2 separate regions of the Canis lupus genome follow, and region 1 is linked to region 2. A link is a contact called in public Hi-C data. All regions are on one chromosome and are shown on one strand. Each heading gives the region's core, a stretch centred on a gene start, on an enhancer-like site or on the middle of the called end of the contact. The rest is flanking DNA. Distances are from core to core; before and after follow the strand shown. Region 1 holds the start of RPS10 (ribosomal protein S10). Region 2 holds the start of SMIM29 (small integral membrane protein 29).

Region 1 (2,700 bases), core at 8-2,507, 180 kb before region 2:
AATATTTATTTCTATATAGTAAGACCACAAAAATATTTGAAGAAACTAGGTTAATATTTACATAATCTTGAGATGGGTTAAGTGACTTTTTAAGCATTGTACCAAAGTCTGTAGCCATAAAGATTTGGATATGAAGGAATGTGAAACTTCTACTTCAAAATACCATGAAAATCAAGACAAATGAAAAAATGGGGGAAATTTTTGGAAAAGTATGTGACAAAGGATTAATAGCTTTCATATGTAAAGAGTGATTTCAAATCAGCAGGAAAAAACTTTCAGTAGGAAAACTGATCGTGGAAATGAACGATTTATTAAAGAAGGAATACAAATGCCTAAAAAGAAAAATGTTGAGCCACAGATGTAATCAAAACAAGTAAGTTAAAAGAGCAACGAAATTAATATTTCTTATTTATCAGACTGGCAAATATGAATAAGAACATTATCCAATCCCAGCAGGGTTAAAAGGGAAGTGAGCCTTGTTAATAACTGCTGACTAGAATGAAATGGATGATGCCTTCTTGGAAGTCAATGCGGAGTGTGTAAAAAACGTAAAAATGGGTGCTTTGTTACTCAACAATTACAACTTGCAGGAATGCATGCATCCTAAGGAAAATATATTGGGGCAGTTGTGCAAATATGTGTGTAGTATTGTCACCTATAATAGTGAAGGGTCTTAAAATATGTATCCAGTCATAGTGTTGATCAAACTATCCACCAGTGGGCTCCTGTCATTACAACCGTAGGCATTAACACGAAAAGACATTCATGAGGTGTCGGGAAGCGGAAAAGCCAAGGTCACCAACCACACCTTACATAATGTACGCGCGAAACAGCCCGTCTTTGTTAAATACGTACATGTATGTATTTGCGCGGGTGCATCTGAGTTTGGAAGAGCAGATACCAAAATGTTAAGAGCCATTACATTTGGCCCATAGGATGCTGTTTTCATTCTTTTATTATTGTTATCGTTTTGTCTGTCCTGTCTCCGTTCAAAGAACATCTATCACTTCCATAATCACAGGTCATCCGTGGGAGGTCAAGGAGCAGCGCGTTTCCGAGGCGCCAGTCCCAGCACCAAGGCAACCGCCTTCCGCCCGGCACCAGGCTCACAGGTGCCAGCGTCCGCTCCACGTACGCGCGCCGCGGGAGCGCTCAGGGTCCGCGGCGGCCTGTCAGGCACCGCCGAGGCCACCCCAGGCAGCCCGCGGGTCCTCGCGGGGGGGCGGGGCACGCCAGCCCGGAAGAGACGCCGCGCCGCGCCGCGCATGCCCCTTCCTTTCCAGCCCCGGTCCGGGTCGTAGCAGGCGCCAAGGTGAGTTTCTCCGTGGTCCGGCTCCCATCGGCGTCCATCCTGGCTCTCCGGCTGTCGCAGTCGCTGCTCCTCCCCGGGGACGGGGCGGGGGGCCGCTCTCCCGCTCCTAGCACGCCCGTTTTTGAGTAGTGAGGGGGCCGGGGGGCTCTAGTAGGAGAGGACTGGCGTCCCGTCGGCGGAGGCCGAGGAGGGGAGGTGTGAAGCCCTTGTGTCGCGGCCAGCCTCAGGCGAGGTGAGGGAAGCTGCGCCTCGTTTGCCCGCTCGCCGCGGGCCGCCTCCTTGCCCGGCCCTGGAGCTCTAGTTTGAGGGAAGAATGGAAGGGGGTGAAGGTGCGGGCCTCCTTGCTCGGCCCTTTGCTTTTGGGTCCGCGGCCCGCCACGAACGGAGGGCCCTCCAGACCCTCCCTGCGTCCCCGAAAGTGTGCCGCGCCCTTCCGCGCTGCGTACAGTTGCTGATCCTCCCCAAGTGCCCCGGGGTGCGGGGTTTGCGCCCGCGCCCCCCTGGCCCGTTACTCCTCCGTGGGTCTGGAGCGTTCGGGAGCCCTGCCCCTGTTTCTGCTCCAGTGTCACGGCAGCTGTCTTCTCACGCGTCTCTGGGGAGTGGAGGAGGGTCACTGGCGGCGTTCCGTTTTGCAGGGTTTCAAGATCTCCCTGCATGTTTTCTGTGCTGTGGTTTGAGGTTTCAGCCCGTTGGACGGGGTTCGGGGTGGTCGTGCTGGGGTCTTGCACGTAGCTCACCCGGCTGGCCCCTAGCTGCACTGCTTAGAAACGCTCCGGATGATTTTGCTTCATTCCAGATGTTGATGCCCAAGAAGAACCGAATCGCCATTTATGAACTCCTTTTCAAGGAGGGGGTGATGGTGGCAAAGAAGGACGTCCACATGCCCAAACACCCTGAACTGGCCGACAAGAATGTGCCCAACCTTCACGTCATGAAGGCCATGCAGGTAGCCTGGGGGCTGCTGGAGTGGGGTGCAGATGGAGGGATTTTCCACTAAACTAGAGGCAGATTCCAAGGAGAGGTCAGGACAGCCAAGCAGCTTGTTGCCTCCAAGGGCGCTGAGGTAGATACACCGTGAAAACTTGTCTATGCAACGTAGCTTCCTTTTGCACTGAGTTGCTAGATTGAAGTCTCTGCTTGTGTCTTGACGGTGGTTTTCTTTCTGTCTTACAGTCTCTCAAATCCCGAGGCTACGTAAAGGAACAGTTTGCTTGGAGACATTTCTACTGGTACCTTACCAACGAGGGTATCCAGTATCTCCGTGATTACCTCCACCTACCCCCCGAGATCGTGCCTGCCACTCTGCGCCGCAGCAGACCGGAGACCGGCAGGCCACGGCCCAAAGGTATGTCGCCCGAATAAAAGACCTGCTCTGCAACTGCTCTTTC
Region 2 (2,700 bases), core at 126-2,625:
TGTGGATTGGGAAGAGAGGTTGGGAAGGTGTAGTACAAAGCTACACACGTACTTGAGGTAACATACGAGTGGAAGAAACAAGAGAGTTGGGAAGCCTGGGTGGCTCAGCGGTTAAGTGTCTGTCTTCGGCTGAGGTCGTGATCCTGGGGTCCCAGGATCGAGCCCCGCATGGGGCTCCCTGCGTGGAGCCTGCTTCTCCCTCTGCTGTGTCTCTGCCTGTCTCTAATGAATAAATAAATAAAATCTGAAAGAAAGAAAGAAAGAAAGAAAGAAAGAAAGAAAGAAAGAAAGAAAGAAAGAAAGAAAGAAAGAAAGAAGAAAGAAAGAAAAGAAAGAAAGAAAGAACGAACAAGAGAGATCCCTTGTATCCTTTGCCTAGCTTCCCTTTGCACAACTATACCAGAATATCACAGCCAGGGTGCTGACATCGGTAAGAATCCATCAATCCATCTCCAGTGTGTGGCATTAATGATCGCGCCAGTAAAGCTTCCGAATTTACCCACTTCTCAAGTTGCTGGTGACCCCGGGCGGGGACTGCACCCTGCTGTTGCACGTGGTGACCGGGCGGGGACTGCACCCTGCTGTTGCACGTGGTGACCCCGGGCGGGGACTGCACCCTGCTGTTGCACGTGGTGACCCCGGGCGGGGACTGCACCCTGCTGTTGCACGTGGTGACCCCGGGCGGGGACTGCACCCTGCTGTTGCACGTGGTGACCCCGGGCGGGGACTGCACCCTGCTGTTGCACGTGGTGACCCCGGGCGGGGACTGCACCCTGCTGTTGCACGTGGTGACCCCGGGCGGGGACTGCTCCCTGCTGTTGCACGTGCGCCGTCAAAACCGACGGAGGTTCGCGGGGGATCTAACAGGGCACGGTATGTGCCAGACTCCTTATCCGGGGCATCGTGTGATCCTCACAAGGGCCCGTGTGGCAGACGTTAGGACCCAGGCGCAGAAAAGGCTGGAGGCCAAGCGCGGGCCAGGTCCCACGGCCAGGCAGGGGCGAAGCCGGGCTGCCTGTTCCATGTGCCTCCGAGCACAGCGCAGAGGGCACCCTGGGCACCAGGAACACTCGCGGAGTCCTTGCGGGCCCCGGGCAGGGGAGAGCAGCCCGCGCCTGACCTAAGCTCGGGAGCCGCTTGGCGGGACACCCGGGCTGCACCCAGAAGGACGAGGAAGCCCGACGCAGGGACCACGGCCGCCTCGCGGGCCGCGCTCGCCGGGCTCCGCCCCGGGGGACGCCGGGAAGCCGCCCCAGCCCCGCCCCCACCCCGCGCGCTCTCCTCCCCCCGCTGCGCGGCGCTCGGCTGCCCCCTGCCGCCGGGGGGTGGGCCCTGCAGCCTGGGCCCTCGCCTCCGGATTGGCCGCTCCAGAAGCCTCCGGGCCGTCCGCCTTCCGCCACCGGATTGGCTGCGTCCCGGCGCTGAGGCCCCGCCCATTTCCCCGGGTCCTTTGATCACGCGCCTGCCGGCTCTTCCGGGGCCTGGGAGCAAGGCGAGGGCGTTCCTGTCCGGGCTGCGGCGGCGGGAGGTAAGGCACGATCGGGTGGGCCGGGCTGCAGAGCGCCGGCGCGGGGCCGCATCCCGGGGGGCCGGATTCCGGGAGGCCCGGGCCCTCTGCGCAACCCCCAAACCTCCCTCCCTCGGCCGAGTCGCCCAGCGCCGTGGGAACGACCTCCCACTCGCCGATGCTGGTCCGCATCCTCGGAGCGGCCCGACACCCGCCCCACCTCGGCATGTCCCCTCGACCATGGGACGGTGTGCATGCGACTGTGCAAGCTCGCTGCCCCCACGGACACCGGGACAGGTAGTTCATACCTCGCCGTCCAGTGGAGACCCAGGCGAAGCGGGGTCGGGGACTTGGGGTCTGCGTGAGGAGCCCATGGACCATCTCCTTGCATCTCTCGACGGGAACTGACCCTCTCACCTCCGCCTGGCAGCCCAGGCTAAGAGGGGAGGGACCTGGGCGGAGCCCCGGGTGGGGACCAGAGGGAGGTGACATCACCTCGCAGATACAATCCAGCCCTGCCCACCCGTGTCCACCCTGGCACGAGACCAGTAGGGGAGAGGCTGTCCCGGCTGTGTGTCTGCAGGAACGCCAGGGACCAGCCCGGCCTAGGGAGGGCCTATTGCCTAAAGTGTGGGGATTGGGCGAGACTGAGGCAGGCTCCTCCAGATGCTCCTGCCTCACCCCCGCGGCCCCCCAGTGCAGGACCCTCATGCTTTTTGTCAGATCTTTCCTTTTGCTCCAGTGGATAGGTGCTGGCAGCCCAGTGTCCGGAGGGGTTGCTACAGAAGCCCAGATCATGTATCTAAGCTTTTCTTGGTTCAGATGTGCAGATGTCTGGCCAGCACCTGACTGGGGCCTCACCCTGATTTGGGGGGATAGGGGCTGGGCAGGACTCTGGGCCTCCCCTTGGTGTCTTCTACATTCAGGGTATCCAGTGAGTCACTCACTGTAAGGTTAAACCCAGCACACTGACTTGGAGGATACCTCGTCCCAGTGCCCGACCCAAGTTTTGATACATCACCAGCTCCTGGGGAGGGATCCAGAGCTTGGCTGTCACTCTGGGTGAAATTGATAACCTCCCTTCCTCCTCCCCAGGGAGCCCAGTGGAGGCGCCCTCCCGAGGCTCAACTGCCCATGCTGACTACCCAGCCCTCCGGCTGCCGAGGTCATGAGTAACACTACAGTGCCCAATG

Evidence for each region. Hi-C and Micro-C count contacts between places; a contact is called where the count stands out from the background.
Region 1: a contact with region 2 is called in a Hi-C map of amygdala, with 4 times the contacts expected there. The contact joins the promoter of RPS10 here to the promoter of SMIM29 in region 2. A contact is called at or near these places in 3 of 9 Hi-C or Micro-C datasets (amygdala and blood).

Annotation. Positions count from the first base shown.
Region 1 is chr12:3,897,899-3,900,598 of UU_Cfam_GSD_1.0, reverse strand. It overlaps RPS10 (ribosomal protein S10), which reads left to right and starts at 1,257. Exons shown (of 6, transcript NM_001252045.1): 1 at 1,257-1,312; 2 at 2,109-2,258; 3 at 2,486-2,657. The coding sequence starts at 2,109.
Region 2 is chr12:3,718,383-3,721,082 of UU_Cfam_GSD_1.0, reverse strand. SMIM29 (small integral membrane protein 29) reads left to right here and starts at 1,375. Exons shown (of 5, transcript XM_038553783.1): 1 at 1,375-1,528; 2 at 2,603-2,700. The coding sequence starts at 2,676.